4 separate regions of the Mus musculus genome follow, and all the other regions are linked to region 1. A link is a contact called in public ChIA-PET and HiChIP or PLAC-seq data. All regions are on one chromosome and are shown on one strand. Each heading gives the region's core, a stretch centred on a gene start, on an enhancer-like site or on the middle of the called end of the contact. The rest is flanking DNA. Distances are from core to core; before and after follow the strand shown.

Region 1 (5,001 bases), core at 1,317-3,816:
TGTCTAATGAGCTGAAACCCATATGATGGAAAAAGAGAACCAACTCCTGAAATTTGATCTCTAATCTCAACACACATGTATACCCACCCCCAGCTCAACATAAATAAAATAAAAATATTCTATATAGAAGTAGAAACCATTTTTAATAAGGAAAATCTCCACTTACAGAGATTGTCTAAGCTCCACTGGGCACAGAAGCCAACTTGACGTTTCAGATAATCAGGATCATCAGCCCACAGCTCCAATGTGACCAGTCGGTCACTGATACTGGATTCAGAGATAGTCAATTTATTCTCACCTGTTTGGAAACATGAAATATGTAAATAACAATGAAAGAGGAGGATGAGGATGTGTAGTAGGTTAGTGGTGGTACGGAGTGAGGCAGACAATAGAGAATTTGGGGATTAAATTTCTACCAATGTTTCCTTCCAGGGATAACATAGCCAAAGAACTGTAGCTACTGTCTGGCAATCTCAATGCTATTTTTTAAAGATTTATTTATTTATTTATTATTTTGTTTTGTTTTGTTTTTGAGACACAGTCTCTCTATGTAGCTCTGGCTGTTCTGAAACTCACTGTATAGACCAGGCTGGCCTTGAACTTAGAGAGTAACTTGAGTTTGTATACTGAGTCCTGGGATTAAAGACATGCATCATAACATCCAGCTTAAGATTATTTTCTTTTTGGTTTTTCGAGACAGGGTTTCCCTGTGTAGCCCTGGATGTCCTGGAACTCACTGTGTAGACCAGGCTGGCCTCGAACTCAGAAATCCACCTGCCTCTGCCTCCCGAGTGCTGGGATTAAAGGCATGTGCCACCACCGCTCGGCCTCAAAGTCCAGTCTCTTGAAGAGCATCAAGTGCCCTTAATCATCTCTCTAAACTCAACACATCACTCCATTATGTTTTAAAATTTTGTGTGTGTTGTTTATGTACGTGTTTATGCCTGTGAATATATGCACACATGTGAGGCATGCATGGAAGCCAGAAGAGGGTACTGTGTCTACAAAATTCCTTTGGCAGGATCACTTCTTGAACTGGGGGCTTGCATTTTCTTGACTGGGCTGGAAGCCAGCCAGCCTGAGCAATCCTCTTGTCTTTGTCTTTGCCTCAGAGCTGAGGTTACTGGTACGCATAGGATGCCTGGCTTCTTACTAAGTGTTGGGATCCAAACTCAGGTCTTCATGATTGCATAGCAAGTACTCTAATTGCTAAGCCTTCTCTCCAACTCCCATTACTAAAGTTTTAGTTATGAAAGTAGTGATAATCACCATGCTTGGAATCTTAGCTGAGAACAATCTTTAGTTTTGTTCTTGATATATTTAGCTGGTCTTAAAACAAGAAAGTGTGTACATTTGATGGAGTTCAAAGTGCAGGCTCATTTTTTTAATAACCAACAAAGATCATTAGTGCAAGAAGTCACTATACCTACTTGTCTGGGCAAACTTTTCCAGTGCAATCAGTGCAAAAAGCATGACTGTGGGGTGGGACTGTAACTTCTGAAAGACAACAAAAGATAAAAACAAAAGTTACCCCCTGCAGAGGCAGTACGGTATCAATTTCATGTTCTATTTAATAGATGGCAGTCTATATATTTGGAACAGCAGAAAAGTCGCTTTTATTCAAACTCTCACTTGGCCATTTGGCTAATGGAGAATCAAGAGAAGAGTCTCTTAATCTATTTTTTTAAGTCATTAATTGGTAGATATGGATATTTCAGCAGTATCACATTGTGTTAGGGCTTTGTTAACTAAAACACCATTGATGCTTACATTCATTAAAACAAGCCAAAAAGAAAACTAGAATTGTATCTAAAAATGACCTTTAGAACCCTGAAAAGAATAATAGCAGCTCCAGGTTTATAAATAATGACATTATCAATGAACATCTTAGTTTTTGTTTTTGTTTTGTTTTGTTTTGTTTTTGAGACACGGTCTACTATATAGCTCTGGTTGTCCTAGAACTTGCTATGTATACCAGGCTGGCGTGAAACTCATAGCTAGGATTAAAGTCAGGTGCTGCCATGACCAGTAACATCTTAGTTTTAATCTAGTTCCTGCAGGAAATTCTACAGGAGCTCGTGATGACAGGAGAGTGACAAGTGCTCTTGACTTATATTTGAGTTTACAGCATGTGTGTTTGCACTTAAAGAAAGGCCTACATGTTTAGTATCTCCTCTTCTTGCCGTCCCCTAGCTATGCTGGGAGCCTCCAGAGAATTCTGGAACCCCAGTGTATTCCCATGCATTTCTGTGGTGCCTGCCTAAGTTCAGCAAAGCGCATAGAACCACTGTTCTCCCTGCTATAAAGCCTCTTTAGCATCTTTACCCTTGCCACATCCTGCCTGCTTTATCAGTTTCAAACCTTTCTACCTGGATATCCCTGTTCATGTCCTCCTGTCTGTGAACACTGCCTTCTCTGATCAGATAACTCTTTTACTAGGCTTCTATCTATGCTGCTTTAGCCAAGAAACTCACTGTGAGTTTCTAATCTTAGCCTTGTGTCATGAGCTAGCTAAGTAGGCCCCACCTTCATCAGGAAGTCTGTCTTTCATGATTACCACAGGTCCCTTGTCACCCAATCACATCCACTCCCCCACCCCTCTTCATCTTCTCAAAACTCTTATAGTGCTCAGCCTGGAGGAAGTAATTTTGCTCTTGATCACATCCTGTCATAAAGTAGAAGTTAACTGTTGTTTGAATGGTTCTATTCCTTTACCCTATAGTGACCTCTGTGATGGGGAAATGACTGTCCTACTACTTTGTATCTCCGAGTGCTCACTCAGAACATTGTAAGGGTTACTTTAAGTACATATTGTGTAGGCTAATTTATTTATAAATAAACTAGACAAATTAAGTCTTTTAGACTAAATGGGGTTTTGGTTTTTTTTTTTTAAAGAGTTTTTGTTTATTTGTTTTTGTTTTCCAAGACTGGATTTCTCCGTGTAGCTCTGGCTATCCTAGAACTTACTCTGGAGTTCCAGGCTGTGTAGACCAGGCTGATCTTGAACTCAAGAGATCCACTAGCTGCTGCTTTCTAAGTGCTGGAACTAAAGGTGCATGCCACCACCACCCAGCTTAGACTAGAGTTTTAAAAAAAGGCTAATTCTTACTAGGCTTGCAAAAAATAACCTAGAAAACACAGGCTAGTCAAAACTGCTGTCAAGTGCTGTGAGTGATAAGAAGACAGCTTCAGCAAACCACAGACCTCATGGTGATACATCAAACAGTTTACCAATGGCAGTTTTAATTGTGGTAGCAGGAAAGGCAAAGGTGGGTGAATATAGATTCATACACACTGCTGGTAACCTGGACTGCTGTTGGAATGCTGTAATTTTGTTTCCACTGTGTGTGTGTGTGTGTGTGTGTGTGTGTGTGTGTGTGTGTGTGTGTGTGTCTGTCTGTCTCTGTGTGTGTGTGTGATGTGTGCGTGAGGGCACTCTCACACATGAACCCAACCTGGGGTGTTCTCCATTATTGTTTGGTAGATTGTAAGGACACCTAAAAAGTCCAAAAGTCCTAGCAGCTATCTTATGACTAAATTTAAAACTAGAGCAACTCATAAATTTTTACCCCCTCCGTGTTATGTGTCTTCTTTCTTTCTGTCTCTAAACATAGGCGGTGTTAAATAAAAACCCAGCAAAACCTGTACATAAAGTTTAAAACTGATCCTATCCTCTGCATCAGGGACTATGCTATAACTTGAGAAAAACATACAATTCTATATAAATGAGAATAATCAGCTTTGATGTCTTACTTACCAGACACTGTAGCAAATATTCCAGTATTCCTGGGCTAAGTAAACCTATGCTTGCAGGACCTAAACAAACACAGCAAACACTGGACATGATTAAAAGTGTCATGCTATTTTAAATTGGTAACTAGTGACAACCAAATTGAGTTCCATTCTCTGACACACATTACCAAGGCTTCCTTTCTCAGGTTGTTCCTACTACCATCATCTTTTCAGTGTAGCAACTGAGTTCACCATAAAGAGACTAGCTAGGTCAGGCTCCTAGAGAGCCATAATAGTCTGGACCAGCACCCATGTGTTCTGATTTTGAATTCATCATTCTTTTACTATATATAAAGTAACTGGCTGAGATATTTTCATGCAATTTGCTGTTCATAGTCCTAAAGTGGACAATATTAATTATTAGAAATACATATAATAATTATTTATTATTCTAAATTTAGCCTTTCCCCTGTCTTAAGCAAATCAATACAACAAATTTATCTTAAATTTCTCTGAAAAAGAATCAACAAAGCTAAATTAGATTACACTTAACTGAAACTGAGTCTTTTGAGTAATTGTCTTCCTTTTAGTCCATTTCTGTTCATTCCTTTTTTGTTTGTTTTGAAAAAGGGTCCCCCACAGTTTGGTTTGGTTTTGTTTTTAGGCCAAGAGGTTTATTGGGGAAGGAGGAGAGTGAATGGCAGACTTGAAGTGAAAGACATGAGAGAGAAAGAGAGGCAGAGACACAGACAGAGAGCCAGAGAGACCAAACAAGAGAGAGGGAGAACAGAAAGGAAAGAGCTCCCCACAGTTTTGACTGGCCTCTAACATACTTACTGTGTGGGGTGGGGACTTGAACTTTTAACCCTCTTGTCTTAAAGTGCTGTGGTTATAGGCTTGTGCCACCATATTCAGCTTCTTTCCTTCTTTCTGCTCTAACAGGTTTGGTCAACGGTCTGTAGTGCAGTTGTCTCAATGTCAAACCAGAAAGCATGTGCTGGAGTTACCTGCTAGTTTCTCAGCCAAACAGCCCAAGACTGCGGATGTATTCCTATGTTTGGCAGGGTGGCCTGAGTCCTGGCATGCTACCTCTCCATTTAAATTGAGAATTTCGGTCAATTTCTGGAGTGCATCCTATTAAAAAAGTTGGAAATAGATTTGGTGAATATATACTCTGCAGGTTATTTTCCCAAAAGAATTCCTGGAAACAAAGCTATAAAAAGGTATTCAATAAACTTAGAATGATCCCATAAAATTATTTCATTAATA
Region 2 (5,001 bases), core at 1,479-3,978, 220 kb after region 1:
GCTCCATCTGCAAGTCTCACTCCAAATACCCACACTGGGATATCTCTCGCCACCAAGACGTTAACCTGCGGTCCCTGAGGATCTAACGAGTACAGCTTGCTGGAAGTGTTCTCACCCAACATCCTGAGTGATACCAGTTCCTGAAGGCCACTAATGTGCACAGCCAAGTCCATAAACAGGAGGGAACCTCCGGGAACAGAGAGAGAGAAAGAGACTGGGGAAGTCAGGGGAGGAGGATGAAGTGTGACATCTGGGGAGACAATGGCTTGATAGGTGCCAACTGTGGTCTTTGCTTGGCCAAACTTTGGTCAAGTTCCTAAGAACCATTGCCTACACTATCAGGCAACCCTCCCCTATCTGACCAGGGCGACTCATCCTCCACTTGATCTTATGAGGGTGATATCTAACCACACTGGCCACCTTCAGCAAAGACCCTGTTGGGTCAGTTCTAGCAGGCTCTTCCCCAACTCCCTGCCCTTACCCTTGGGTATCAATTCCCACTTGGCCAAGCCTTATTTGGAGTTAAGCCTAGTAGCTGTCTACTACCCAGTTCCTTAAAGACACTGCAGTGGACCCTGTCCTTACAGACATTCCCCCTACCCCCCCCCCACGCTCTTGCATCCCCCCATTCCTCCCCCCCTCCGTCCCCCCCTCCACTAACAAGCATCACTGATTTTTTTCCTATAAAGTACTGGGAATTTCTCAGGTTCTTAAAAACACAATAAAGTTATGAAAGCAGAACAAGACAAAAGCCTGGGAACTTTTCAAAAGTCTGAAGGTCACATGCTCCATGGTCTGGAGATCAGTGGGAAAAAAAAAGAATGACGTTCCGATGAAGTCTGGAGTCACTAAGAGCTCAGCAGTGGTGATCTACAACCAACACAGCTTGTTTATGGAAAGATTAATACTGTACATTGGGTATGGAACATTTTGTCATGTCTTTGTAACTTTTATTCAAATCTAAAGTTATTAGAAAAAATTAATGAGTTGGGGCTAGCAAGATGGATCAGTGTGTATGTGAATTTCTCACCAAGCCTGACCACTGGACTTCAGTCCCTGGGACGCCCAGGGTAGAAAAAGAATTAGCTCTAAAAGTTGTTCTCTGACGTCCAGATATAGGCCATGGTGGACTGATGTGTGTGTGTGTGTCTGTGCACCCATACACGCTAACTGATTAAACTTTCCTTACATTCTTATTTACTTCATGTGTGTCCCCCACCTGCATGCTATGTGCATGTGTACAGATCAGAGGACGACTTACAGAAACTGACTTTCTCCTTCCACCATGCGGGTCACAGGAATTGAACTGAGTTATCTCTTTGGCCTGATAAAAATATTTTAAAGAAATTGCAGATACCTTTAAGCCCAGCACTTGGGAGGTAGAGGCAGATGGTTCTCTGTGAATACAAGGTCAACTTGGTCTACAGTGCAAGTTTCAGGATAGCCAGTGCTGCACAGAGAAACCCTATCTCTAAAAAACCCAATCACCATCACCACCACCACCATCACCACCACCATCACCATCATCATCATCACCACCACCACCACCATCATCATCATCGATAAAATGTAAAAATAAGGAGTTGGTTTGTTGTTGTTTTTAAGAAATGGGATTCCCCCAAAGGAATCCCATTCTAGACTTCATAGAGAGGTGTGGGTGTGGCCCCAGGTCTTGGTTTGTTTGTTTGTTTTTTCGAGACAGGGTTTCTATGGATAGCCCTGGCTGTCCTGGAACTCACTTTGTAGACCAGGCTGGCCTCGAACTCAGAAATACGCCTTCCTCTGCCTCCTGAGTGCTGGGAGGGACAGGTTTTCATTACTTTTGCCTTTAGGATTTTGTGGGGGTGTGTGGGAGGGTGCGGGTATTGTTTTGATTTGGGGGAATTTTTTTTTCAGTCAGGACTCCACTGTGTAGCTCAGGGTTACTTTTCTCTTAGCTCACAATCCTCCTGCTTGGCCTCCTAACACTGAGATTACAGGCATAGCCATCATGCCTCCTATCTTTAGAGTTTAGCGTATTAAAAACTATTAAGGAGACCTTGAAGAACACTGGAGACCAGACTGACCCTCGGTTTCTTGTTTACAACTATACTAGCTTCCAAGCTCCTGTTTCTAAGTGGATGAAACCCAGCCACTCAGAGGGAGTTTGGTACCTAGGATGGTCTTGCTTCATGTGGCTACTGACACAGGCGATGTCAGTGTGTGCTTGATCCTAAGTGCCACCCCAGACCTTACATGGGATTCTCATGACAAGCCCAGCACATATTCACTCTATGCTTCTTTCCTAAAACCTACAATGTGGGGGAACTGGAGATCTATGGTAGATGTGGACAGAGGCAGATGGTCTTAGACAGTGTAAGGGACCTGTCTCAGTGTTCCACTTAGAGGGACATTAGCAAGGCTGAGGCATCCTGTGGGCCTTCTCCTGGCTCACATCCCACGAGTTTGATGATCAGGAGCCACGGATAGGAAACAGTGAACCCCAGCAGAGGGAATGAAAAGAACAGGTAGACCCCGACAGCCGCTGGTACCCCAAAGCCTTGCACCCATCTCACCTCTTCAAAGGTGATTTTGCCCATCCGTCTGTGGGAAGAGAAATTCCATCAGTCCAGGAGAACTGACCACAACACCCTTGTTCTGGCAGGAGATTGTAGGCCTCCTCAGGCAGTAGACAGTGACCCAGCCTGGGCTGGTAAGGAAGTCACTGAACAGATGCTGAGAGACAGGAGTCATGTGACCGGGACAGCAGCCATCAGAGGGGATCAGGCTGACTGCAGTCCTGTGTGAGCAAGAAGCAGTTTGGAGTAGCTCAGGCTCTGGGCTGTAACCCTACACTAACTTAACAGTGACACAGCAAGAAGTTAGGACTTGGGCTGAAGAGATGGCTCAGCAGTTAAGAGTACAGGCTGCTCTTCCAGAGGACCCTGGCTTGATTGCTAGCATCCACATGGTGGTTCACAGTAGTCTGCAATTCCCGTGTCAAGGGATCTGAACTCCATGGGCACCAGGCATACATACGTTGCACATACAAACATGCAAGCAAAAACATTTATATGCATAAAATAAATAGACACCAAAAAAGTAAAAAGAAGTTAAGAGCCTTGACCCCTCAAGACTTCAGTTTTGTCATCTGTATGGGGGACAGCAAAAACAGTTGCTTTTCTGCTCACCTCCAGGGGTATGGAAGGGACACATTCACTTAGCTTTGTGGGCATCACTTTCCCGGCCTGTGAAATGGGGGTGACAACAGTGAGAATAAATGAGATCTCCCACATGCAGAGTCAAGAACTGGTCCTGCTCTATGGTGACCCAGCAGAGGTGTAATGAATAGAGGGATTTTTTTTTCTTTTTTTTTAGCCGTGCATGATGTTGCACAGCCTTTACATCCTTTAATCTCTGGAGGTAGAGGTAGGCAGATCTCTGCATTCAAGGCTATTCTGGTCTACAGATCGAGTTCCAGGACAGCCAGGGCTACAGAAACAAATGCATGCACATGTACATGCATGCACACATGCACAGGCACATGGGAGAGGGAGGAGGGGGAGGGGAGGGAGAGGGACAGAGAAGCAGAGAGAGACAGTACACAGGCACATGAGAGAGGGGGGGAGGGGGAGAAGGAGGGGAAGGGGAGGGAGGGAAGGGAGGGAGAGATAGAGACAGTGCACAGGCACATGAGAGAGACAGAGACAGACAGATTTTGGTTTTTTTTTTTTATTAATTAATTATTTATTTATTTGGTTTTTTGGAGACAGGGTTTCTCTGTATAGTTCTGGCTGTCCTGTCACTTTGTAGACCAGGCTGGCCTCGAACTCAGAAATCCGCCTGCCTCTATCTCCTAAGTGTTGTATTAAAGGCGTGCACCACCACACCCAGCTCAGAGACAGATTTTGACAGCCAGCTGTTGCTTCTAATGATATTTGTGGGGACATTACTAACTTCAACTATGACCAGAAGCTGGATTCAGCAGAAAGCCCAGCACACATGGTGTCTGGCAGCAAAACTCAACATCTATTAGGGAATCCCCAAACAAAAACGCACAATTGTAACCAAAGACTATGTGAAAGGAGAGAGAGACCAGGCTAGAGCACCAGAGTCTTAGGCGGGGAATCTGACACAGACTGGGAGTTGGGGGAGACCTACCCTGTAGATGGAAAAGAATCAGATGGGGAAGAGGCTGGGGGAAGACTTTGGGTGGAGAGAACAGAGTGAGCCACCCTGTGAGCGGGGCCACAGAAGGAATGTAGGTGGCAGGTCAGCTGCAGGACTGGATCAGTAGCCTCTCAACTGCACCGCTCAGCCAATGAGTGCTTTAGAAATGAAGAAATACACAGTGTTAGGTTCTGGAGAGCAGCTGAGAGGTGAAACTGTATGCAGCAAGCCTCTGTGACCCTGGAGAGGATGTGGCACCGAGGTGCAAAAGAGTTTTGATGTTCTCAGAAACCAGTGAGATATACAGCTGAAAGTAAGACATTTTCTGTTCGTGGAAAGAAGACCGAAAACTACCCTCGCTAAAGGAAACCACAAGGAGGTTTGGGGTGGTGTGTGTGTGTGTGTTTGGGGGTGTGTATAGATGAAAGACCCAAGTATGATGGTGTACACTTACAATCCCAGCTGAAGCGAGATCACAGCTTGGTGAGCAGCCTGGGCTATGGATAGAATCTGCGCTAACAGAAGTCATAGGGTGAAGCCCCAATCTCCGAACAGCAGCAGCAACAACAGCAGCAACACAAACGTTAAAATGAGCAAGGAGCAATCTCTGAACCCCAGGATTGAAGGATATATTTATAACTGAGTTTGACATAGGTCAGAGTTTCCCCGGCTGAATGTTTAACATAAAAAACACACCCAGCCACTGAACGTCTTACTGTCCCTGCCACAAATAAACGCAAAACCCTCTTCTTAGAAAATTTAGCTCATCTAGGGAGCAGAGTCTATGCACAGAAGATCCAAATTCCACTAAAGAAGACCTTAGAAGAATGATGGGCACACAGGGAGGCCACC
Region 3 (5,001 bases), core at 1,090-3,589, 190 kb after region 1:
TTGAATTCAGAGATCCACCTGCCTCTACCTCCTGTGTGCTCAGAATAAAGGTGTGTGTCACTACCACCTGGCAACAACTGTATTTTTTAATGCAAATATGTGTGTATGTATAAATGGACAACTCTTGAAGGCTATACCAGAAACTAGTGACAAATTACATCTGGAGATGGGTCCCGGTGGACACAGAGGGAGGCGAGTCTTTTATTACATTGTGTGGGGCTAGGGAGCCGCGGGCTGGAGAGGGCTGGAGGTAGTGCAAGCCCTGAGCATGTCTGGTACCACCTGGAATTCCTCCTTATGCAAATGAGGCCTCTCTAGCACCCTGGCCCTGGCCAATGATAGACACTCACCCCGAAAGCCCTTACCCATCCTCCAAAGATTTATATAGCCTTTGTTCCTCCCATTAAATGAGCTGTTTCATTGAAGCTGTCTCCAGAGAGTTTGTTCTCATATCCACTGCCAACTGAGCTCTCTTCTGCCCCCATTTGGGTTCTGCTTTCCCTCTCAGGATCCACCTGCTGCGATCTCCAGCCTATCATACTTCTATGGGGCGGGGTGTGGAGGCAAAGCCTGAATGGCAACACTGTACTGTTTTTTGTTTAAGACAGGGTCTCATGTAGCACAGGCTGGCCTCTAGCACTCTATGTAGTTGAGGATGACCTTGAACTCCAGATTTTCTTACCTTCACTTCCCAGGGCCTGGAATGACAGGTGTACACCACCTTGCTTGGCTTCCACTGTACTCTTTTGGTCACTTTGTACCATTAATTTTATTTTGTTAGACTTAATGTGTATGTATGTGTGCCTGAGCATATGTCTATGTACCGCATGCATGCAGGAGGCCATGGAGGTCAGAAAGGGCATCAGATCCCCAGGAATGGGAGTTGCAGACAATTGTGGGTAGTGCAAGCCCTGAGCATGTCTGGTACCACCTGGAATTCCTCCTTATGCACCGCCATATGGGTGCTGGGAACCAAACCCAGTTCCTCTGAAAGAGCAGTAAGGGATCTTAACCACTGAGCCATTTTTACAGCCCCTCCCCATTTTATTATGTGCAACTTGATTTAAAAATCATATAATCATCAACATTAAAAAAACCTAGAATACCAGCCAGGAGTGGTGGAGTACACCTTTAATGCCAGCACTTAGGAGGCAGAGGCAAGCAAATCTCTATGAGTCTGAGGACAGCCTGGTCTACAGTGTGAGTTCCAGGACACCGAAAACTAGATAGTGAGACTGTCTAGAAAACAAACAACATACAGAAACAAAAACTAGAATATCCCTTTCTTCAGTGTCTAAAGAAGGCTCATGACGTAATCACAGGAAATGATTGGTGACACTTATAAAAAATTAAATTCCCCTGTTTTGAAATCCTAAAGTGGGAATGTGGAAGCAATGATGAAGATAAAGCATTCGCACTGGCTGGGAATGAATATTAAAACCAAAGAGCAATTCAAACCTATCGAGAAGATACTTTATTCTACAATATGGTGGATATTTGCTCCACACCAGACAAATGCCCTTTTGGGTTACCTGTTTTAATTCTCAACACTCCACTTAAAATTATTTATTTATTTCTCATCAAGATAACTCGTTTTGAGTCTTTGATGTACTTTGACCAAAAGACAAAAGTGCAGATGGTTAATAAGGATGTGAAACATTGTTTCGCATCCTTTACCAGCAGAGAAATGCTAATTAAAACCACACTGAAGCCAGTGAGGTGACCTTTAATCCCAGCACTCAGGAGGGCAGAGGTGGGCGGAGCTCTGTGTTAGAGGCCAGCCTGGTGTACATAGTTAGATCCAGGACAGCTAGGGCTACACAGAAACCAACCCTGCGAATAACAAAACAAATGAAAACCTACACTGAAATTCTATCTGGCCACAGTCAGAATGGCTGTCTTTGAGAAAACAGGCAACAGAACAAGCAGGAACAGGAATGCAGACTACACTGCTGGTGGGAGTGTAGAGTGATGTAGCAACTGCGGTTATCAGTCTGGAGGTGAAACCACTCCCACACACATAGGCAAAGGATGCTAATTCAACACACCATAGAGACAGTTGCATATATCTGTATTTACTGAAACACTATACACATAGCTGAGTTATGGAATCAGCATTGGAGTTGTACCAGCAAAGGACCAGAGAATCCTCATATTCATTTTGATACCTCGTATGGGTTTCAATATTTCCAGGCCTCAAACTAAGCCCATGCTCACCCTTCTACACCAGCTCACCCCTCTCTCCAGCTCAGGAAAGGGCAGCAGCAAGCTTCCCGGGCCTCACAGCCCTCGTGGCTTAATCATCCAAGTACATTTCTTCATGGCCTTTGCCTACACTTGGCACCACCATTTCTCACTGGAATGTGTGTGCCACCCTGCCCGGTTTCAATTCTACCTGGCCCCAACATTGTTCAGTCAAAATACAAGCAAGAATCCTTCCTGATATGACTAAGTCATCCTCTTAGAGTTTATTTTGAGACAGGATCTCCTTGAACTCAGGACTCTCTTGCCTTAGCCTCCTGAGTAACTTGGGTTATAAGCACACTTGCAGAAACCAACTTGACAGCTTTAAAATATTTCTCATTGTGGGGCTGGAGAGATGGCTCAGTGGTTAAGAGCACTGGGTACTCTTCCAGAGGACCCAGGATGAATTACTAGCACCCATTGCAGGTGGCTCACAACCCCTTGTAACCCCAATTTCTGTGAATTCAGTACCCTCTTCTTCGTTTTTCCTTTTGTTTAGTTTGCTTTCTTTCTTTCTTTTTCCTTTATTTATTTATTTAGTTAGTTTTTTTGTTTCGTTTGAGGTGGATTCTCATTAAGAAGCCCAGGCTCATATCCAGGGATCCACCCCATAATCAGCATCCAAACACTGACACCATTGCATACACTAGCAAGATTTTATCGAAAGGACCCAGATGTAGCTGTCTCTTGTGAGACTATGCCGGGGCCTAGCAAACACAGAAGTGGATGCCCACAGTCAGCTAATGGATGGATCATAGGGCTCCCAATGGAGGAGCTAGAGAAAGTAGCCAAGGAGCTAAAGGGATCTGCAACCCTATAGGTGGAACAACATTATGAACTAACCAGTACCCCGGAGCTCTTGACTCTAGCTGCATATGTATCAAAAGATGGCCTAGTCGGCCATCACTGGAAAGAGAGGCCCATTGGACTTGCAAACTTTATATGCCCCAGTACAGGGGAACACCAGGGCCAAAAAGGGGGAGTGGGTGGGCAGGGGAGTGGGGGTGGGTGGATATGGGGGACTTTTGGTATAGCATTGGAAATGTAAATGAGCTAAATACCTAATAAAAAATGGAAAAAAAAAAAAAGAAGCCCAGGCTCTTCTCACATCCAAGATCCTCCTGACTCCATTTCCTAAACTGAGATTGTAGGCATACGCCCCACACCTGGCTCTTGTAAGTCAGAATCACTTCAAGTCTTTACATTTAATGCAATTTACTTTATTGTCCCTTTTTCTCATTAGGTTTTTCCAAATGCTGGCACTTGCTATTTTGTACAGACATTAAAAAAAAAGATCTTTCAGGTATTATTTTGATTATACATATTATAGTATACAATTTGATCATTTGATACTGACCTGGACTCCTGTCTGCTGGGTACCAGCTGTGAGACATCACATGTTACTCAGCCTCTTGGGATCTCAATGCCATCATCTGCAAAGTGGAGGATGCTCTAGGTCAGGGTCATAAGAGCAGAACCCAAGACAGATCCTTACAAAAGTTGTTTATTAAGAGGGTCAGGGATCCAGACCAGGACTGGGTGACTATGGTCCAGAAGCTATGCATAAGAGTGTTTTGGGAGAAAGCCTGGTTTTATATCAGGGTGTGCAAAATTGGTCCTTCTAGGAGACACAGGCTCGTGGAGATGTCAGTCACAGTTTCCAGGCTCGGCTTATAAAGGGAAGGCAGGCACCAGGCACCTCTAATGAGGCAAACCATCAGCTAAGGGTCATCTTTGAGAGACAAACACAGAAGTGAGCATCCTAGTGCCATGGATGTGACAAGAATGAGCAGTATTATCTACCACTGGGTCATAACTCCAGCCCCCAGGTCAGGTTGCTGTGAGGCATGTCAAATCTGACATGGTATCTGCTGTGTGAGACAGGTACCTGCCCACACTACTGATTCATGCTTAGCATTATTGTTTTCCCTGCTCCACCCCACCCCAGTCCAAGGCTGGGGTTCGAGGAAGGAAGGGAGGGATGTGAGAGGGCACAGGTCACTGACTGATGCTGCCGTCCCTCTGGCTTCTCTCTGTGCCTCAGGATTGTGTACCTGTGTGTGTGTGAGCTGTGGGGAGTGGGAAACACAGAACCTTGTGTTCTCATTTGATTAACGGTGTTCCCAACTTCCCTTATTGTGCTCTTTTAAAGGTCAAGCTGAAAAGCCCTGGTGCCTGCTGGAAAGAGGACAAGGAACAGGCAGTGAAAAGAAGGGCAGAAACAGGAGGTTCTTGAATGCTAACCTCAGGAACAAGAAGAATGTGGACCTGAGGTAGCCAGAAAGCCACCTCTAGTCACAGCACAGTCACTCAGATTGAAGCTCCTCAGGAGAGTAAGAGTTGCTGATGTTACTTTCTCAAGATTGAGCAGACAAGTCCTTATTTGTCTGGGAACCCAGAGGCCGGTCCTAGAACCCTCCACACCAAGCACAGCCTACAAAGAGTAAATGCAGAGAACCTGGGGTTTCTGCCCTCATTAGAATGGCTAATGCTGCTTGGACTCTGGAGAATCAGAGAGATAGGCTGTCAGGTGCACAGATGGGAAGCTGAGGTCCTTAGAGGGGATGGCACTGTTAGCAAGATGGGGTCAGGTCTGTTGTCCAAGGCTCTCCCTCCCTTCATGGTCGCTGTGGTGAAGGTGTGTGTGTGTGTGTGTGTGTGTGTGTGTGTGTTCCAGAAATCCTTTTCCCCTTGTTCATGGAAACAAGAGGAGCAGATAAGAAACATCTTTGATTCATACATTTGGCATGGCAATCT
Region 4 (5,001 bases), core at 1,234-3,733, 170 kb before region 1:
TCTGACAAAAAAAAGAAAAAAAAAAGAAAAAAAAAAGCCAGACTCAGGGCCAGGAAATAAACAACAGCCACAGTAATGACAGATAGTAATTGCAACAGTTACCATCTGTGAGCATCCACAAGGCACCTGTAGTAGGGATCCCAGGAGCCCTCTCCACCTGTCCCTCTGCTCCATAAAGAACTCTGTTTGACCCACGCCCTTCTCCAAGCTGTCTTACTTCTTCTTTCACTGACAGCACACTGCCCTCTCCCTCGTGTGGTCCACCCTTCCCACTACCACTTCCTCTCCACTCATCTGTGAGGTGATTGCTCCTTGGCAGTGTGGCCAGAGGATTAGCCCATAAGGGTGCTAATTTCATTCTTCATCCTTCATGCGTTGTGGGACTCTTGAATTGTCCAAGGCTACATACCAGGATATCTGGCCACCCAGCAGACACCCTGGGAGGAGCATCACCGTTCCTGCCCTGTCCCTCTTCCATCTTTCCAGGTTGATATAGCCAAGGACAATTTGGTGACCTTCACCTTTCTATCTGTGCAATGGGCATGATGCCTGGACACTCCATCATGGTGCTGTAGGTGAAGTGAGTATGTGAAGTTCTTTGTTCCCAGGAAAGGAGGCCATTCCTTTCCTAATCCTCCATTCCTCTGGGATATGATTCTTCCCCTGGGGTCCCTAGGGATCCTTCCTCAGGATCCCACGGTGGGCCAGTAGGCATTCAGCAATGATAGCTCCTGGTTACACTGTAACTCCTGGTTACAGCCATAGCATCCTTTGTATTTTCAGATGAGACTCTTCAGAGCGGTTTAGAGGCTTATCCCAGGGCACAGGGTCAACAGTTTGCAGGAGCCCAGGTCTCTGTTCTAGACTTTGCCCACTTCCCCTCCTACTGTCACCTCTCCATGCTTCTGTCCTCTGGACATGTACTTCCTTAATATACACCTACGGCTCTAGATGCTGACCTCAGGGACCCGGCTGCTTCTCGCTCATTCACCTGTCTATCTGTGAGTTCCTCAACCCTTCCCCTCGCTGCCATCTGGTAACTGTGAGGTTGTCCCGTTAATGAATGGATGGATATGTTCCCGAAAGACAGAATGTCATGCCCTCTGCATCCATTCAGCCTCAGGACCGAGCTCCCTCTCCAACCGGCTTCCCCCTTTTTCCTCACCCCAGCATCGCTCTCACCTCCCTGTCACCACCCAGTCTGAAGCTCTGCCCTTGACTCATTCCTGGCCTGCTTCCCCCACACGTCATCAGACAGAGGCTCTGCTCAGTCACTTGTCCTCACCTCCTCCTCATTCCACTACCTCAATCTTTTCCTTTCCACCCACACAATCCAACCCATGGGGCCCACTTCCTCCTGGGAACTTTCTCCTACTGCTACCTAGCCTGTATACAAGGCTATACCTGTTATATCTAAGAGGTTGAGGAAGGGGGATTAAAAGCTTGGGACCAGCCTGGGCTATGCAATAAGATGCTATCTCCCCTCTTGAAAAGCTATCATCACTTAGGGTGGTGGCACACACCTTTAATCTCAGCGCCCAGGAAGTAAAGGCAGGAAGATCTCTGTGAGTTCAAGGCTAGCCTGGTCTACATAGTGAGTTCCAGGACAGCCAGGATGAACCTGTCTCAAAAAAATTATCCATAAATGGTTCTGTATGGTTTGAATATATGAAGTGTCTCCCAAAAGGTTTATTTATTGGTTCAGAGGTTAAGAGCATTTATTGCTCTTGTAGAGGACCCATATTTGGATCCCAGCACCTACATTTTAGCTCATAACCACCACCAGACACATCCTTTTGGGCACTAGGCATACATGTGGTATATATACACACATACAGGAAAAGCACTCAGATACATACAATGAAATAAATAAACACGGCGATTTGGTTCTGTGGCTTAAGGCATTCTCTGCCAAGCCTGACAACCTAAGTTTGATCCCAGCAACCCACATGGCAGAAGGTGAGAACCAACTCCAGCAAGATGTCCTCTGACCTACACAGAGTCCTGGCCTCTAGTTTGGGGCTGGAGAGTGGGCTTAGTGATAAAGAATATATACTGCTCTAGTAGAGGACCTGAATCCAGTTCCCAGCATCTCCATCTGGTAGCTCACAAGTACCTGTAACTCCAGCTGCAGATGAGCTAATGCCTCTGGCCTCTGCCAGCGAGCGCGCACACACACACACACACACACACACACACACACACACACACACACAATTTTCCACAGTAATTAACATTTAAAGAGAAAGGTGATTAGCTCCTAAGGGTGCTAACTTCATTCTTAGGTCTGTCCACTGATGAATTTGTACTACATGGGCTCTGCGAAAATGGGGCCTGTGTAAAGGAAGTGGATCCCTGGGGGGGAGGGGGGAGGTATGTCTTGTAAAACTATCTTATCTCACTTCCTCTGCATCGTTCCCTCTGTGAGACAAGCAACCTTGCTCCACCATGTCCCTCTGTCATGCCTTTATGACTTAACACAGATCTGAGTCAACACACTGAAAACCTAAGCTACACTAAGCCCTTCCCCCTTAACATGTTTCTCCCAGGCATGTGTCACTCGGTTAGAAAAGCTGACAACACCGGCTCTCCATGTCCTTCTGCCTCTGGGTGGCTGGGGCTGTCCCTTTCATTCCTGGCATCAGTTTACCCCTTGAGCATAACTCTCTAGACGATGCAAAGTCCATGTGCTCTGTGCAGCAGAAGAGTTTGGAGCAGTGGGTAAGCTGGGTGCCTGGCTTGGGATTCTTGTGTACCATTAATGGGTGGTGGCACTTCTTAGGATCAAAGTCACCTCCCTCTGAACCCTTGGTTTCTTCATCTGCAAGATGAAAGAATTAATAGCAATGACATCAGAAGTCTACAGTGCCTTTTGGTGACTATAGCAGGCAGAAAAAAGAAAAAAAAAGAAGAAAAAGAAAGAAAAGCCATCTATACGCTGGTGACTCCGACTTTCACAAACTGCAGAATCACACGTATCCAGCTTCCTACTCAACACACCAAATAGGCATCTCCAGCCCCCGTGTCCAAAGCTGAGTTCCTGATTCCCTCACCCCCACTCGTGTTCTGCCCCCGTTCTCCACCAGCCCCTTCCTTCCGGTTGAACGGGCCAGAAGCCTGAGCGCTGTCTTTCTGCCTCTTCCTCTCTCCCTGCATTCCATCTGCTAGAGGGCGCTCAGTGCATCCTTCGCCAATTCTCAGGAGCCATCCCTTCTCCTCTGGATTCCTTCATCCACCTCCTGGCCACTTGTGCTACACTTGCTCTGCACTCTGTCCCCAGACCAGTAGCCCCAAAGCCACAGCTCCCCTATGCTTAGAAGTCTCTGTGTTAACTTAGGGAACAAGCCTGCAGCCCTCTTAGGGCACTCCCAGCCTTCCCCACTGACCCCACATGCCCTGACACACTCCCTTCTGGAAGAACCGTCTGCAGACATTCATTCGCACACCTCTAGATCCTTGTTCGTATGTTCCATGAGGTGCCCCAGTTTCAGCTGGTGTCCTGCCCCTCCTTGGCACTACTTTTTCCTTTTCTGCTGGCCTTCTCCTGCAGACTCATTCATGTCTCTTGCTTGTCACCTGCTTTCCAGCTGCACCCCAACCACATTCCCACTGGGCTGAAATATGTCTTTATTGTGAGTCCCTGGCCCACAATAAGCTAAGACAGAGAGAGAAGGAGGGGAAGGGGGAAAGAGGAGAGGAGAGGAGGGGAGGGGGGAAGGGGAGAGGAGAGGAGAGAAGAGGAGAGGAGAGGAGAGGAAGCCAGCCTGGTGTTATTCTTATGGCAGAATGTATAAGCTTTTGCATAAGCTCTCTTGTGATAATGAGCCTGTCTCCATGTCTCTGATGTCTGGACGTCAGGCGCTGAGCTTCCGTCCAGCATTTAAGTCAGTTCTTTTTTGCCCATTGCTAAGGGCTAGCTCGTCCCAAGGAGCACTTATTCCAGTTCCCAGGTTACTTCCAAGATGGATCCTTGGTTCTCCAATGGCCCTGGGACCATTCAAGGCTCACCCAACGGGTGCAATGAAAGAAGCCATGGAGAAGTCAGTAGTCTGCCGTTGCTAGTGTGGCAGCTTGTTTGGGTTGCTAGGGGCTCTTTCCTGCCCAACCAGACCCTCTTGGTTCAGCACCAGGGCCAGCGCTAGGCACCCAAGTCAAGGACTTGGAGTCTAGACTAAATCTTGCCGGCTTGAAAGGCTGGTGTAGAAGGATCCCTGGCCCTGCCTCCAACCTTATCCAACACCAGCCAGAGCCAAAAAAGCCATCAGGGAGAGGTCAATCAAGCCCCATCAACACTGGTGATTTGACCTCCCAACCACTTCATATCTATCTCTAGGAGGCAGGATTGGGGAGGGGTGTGGCTCCTTCTGAGCAGGGTCCAGACCCAGAGTCTTCATGGCTCTGAAGACACCCCCCCCCCTGCTTCTGCCCCAGCCAGAAGGGACAGCAGCTTCCTCCCTGCTTTGCCTGGCTTTGCCTGCTGCTGCTTGCACACCCTTCCTGCCACGCCTGGGCTCCTTCCAGCTCTCAGCTGCGGCTTCTATTTTTAAATGAAACTAACGGAGCTTAATCCACCTCCACAGATGACTGGAGCTGCATTGACTTTACAGATTACCTAGGGAAGATGGACATCTGTCCCATGCATTCTCTCTGCTCCCCATCTCCTCGCCAAGACAGTTCTTCCACCTTGCCTTCTTCCCATAGGAGCAGGGGTGGGTGGGGCTCCTTCCTCTTAGGTGATCTCCTCGACCCTCTTGGTTTCTCTAGATAGGGTTTCTGGTCTCTTTGTGTTGTCCTGGTCAACCTGGAACTTACTCTGTTGACCAGGCTGGCCTTGAATTCAGAGATCTGCCTCTGCCTCCCATGTGCTGGGATTAAAGGCTTGGACTGTTATTAGACGCGTTCTCACGACCGGCCAGGAAGAACACCACAGACCAGAATCTTCTGCGGCAAAGCTTTATTTCTTACATCTTCAGGAGCAAGCGTGTAAGAAGCAAGAGAGCA

Evidence for each region. HiChIP or PLAC-seq counts read pairs in DNA pulled down with a chosen protein or histone mark. ChIA-PET counts read pairs in DNA pulled down with a chosen protein or histone mark.
Region 2: an RNA polymerase II ChIA-PET map of memory CD8 T cells shows a contact between it and region 1, with 77 read pairs. The contact joins two enhancer-like sites. A contact is called at or near these places in 5 of 39 promoter capture datasets (the 3T3-L1 cell line, cranial neural crest, embryonic stem cells and 1 more) and 4 of 115 datasets of contacts at active chromatin or transcription factors (CD8 T cells, embryonic stem cells and memory CD8 T cells).
Region 3: an RNA polymerase II ChIA-PET map of memory CD8 T cells shows a contact between it and region 1, with 20 read pairs. The contact joins two enhancer-like sites. A contact is called at or near these places in 2 of 115 datasets of contacts at active chromatin or transcription factors (effector CD8 T cells and memory CD8 T cells) and 2 of 9 other capture datasets (adipose tissue and liver).
Region 4: a CTCF HiChIP or PLAC-seq map of CD8 T cells shows a contact between it and region 1, with 5 read pairs. The contact joins two enhancer-like sites. A contact is called at or near these places in 5 of 39 promoter capture datasets (HPC-7-derived erythroid cells, liver, macrophages and 2 more), 1 of 15 datasets of contacts at CTCF or cohesin (CD8 T cells) and 4 of 9 other capture datasets (adipose tissue, liver, macrophages and 1 more).

Annotation. Positions count from the first base shown.
Region 1 is chr8:94,631,921-94,636,921 of GRCm38.p6, reverse strand. Rspry1 (ring finger and SPRY domain containing 1) reads right to left here. Exons shown (of 15, transcript NM_026274.4): 5 at 4,740-4,866; 6 at 3,758-3,816; 7 at 1,431-1,497; 8 at 167-298. Among named protein-coding and RNA genes, the nearest start is that of Arl2bp, 32 kb to the left of the region's middle. Within about 2 kb of position 2,566, at least 78 of the 459 cell types and tissues checked have an H3K27ac peak or open chromatin away from gene starts, as enhancers often do. A contact at or near this core is called in CD8 T cells and memory CD8 T cells, where this site is marked.
Region 2 is chr8:94,413,163-94,418,163 of GRCm38.p6, reverse strand. No RefSeq gene overlaps it. Among named protein-coding and RNA genes, the nearest start is that of 9330175E14Rik, 19 kb to the left of the region's middle. Within about 2 kb of position 2,728, at least 35 of the 459 cell types and tissues checked have an H3K27ac peak or open chromatin away from gene starts, as enhancers often do. A contact at or near this core is called in memory CD8 T cells, where this site is marked.
Region 3 is chr8:94,444,734-94,449,734 of GRCm38.p6, reverse strand. It overlaps a transcript of Nlrc5 not described here. Among named protein-coding and RNA genes, the nearest start is that of 9330175E14Rik, 12 kb to the right of the region's middle. Within about 2 kb of position 2,339, at least 17 of the 459 cell types and tissues checked have an H3K27ac peak or open chromatin away from gene starts, as enhancers often do. A contact at or near this core is called in memory CD8 T cells, where this site is marked.
Region 4 is chr8:94,799,998-94,804,998 of GRCm38.p6, reverse strand. No RefSeq gene overlaps it. Among named protein-coding and RNA genes, the nearest start is that of Ccl17, 8.0 kb to the left of the region's middle. Within about 2 kb of position 2,483, at least 58 of the 459 cell types and tissues checked have an H3K27ac peak or open chromatin away from gene starts, as enhancers often do. A contact at or near this core is called in CD8 T cells, where this site is marked.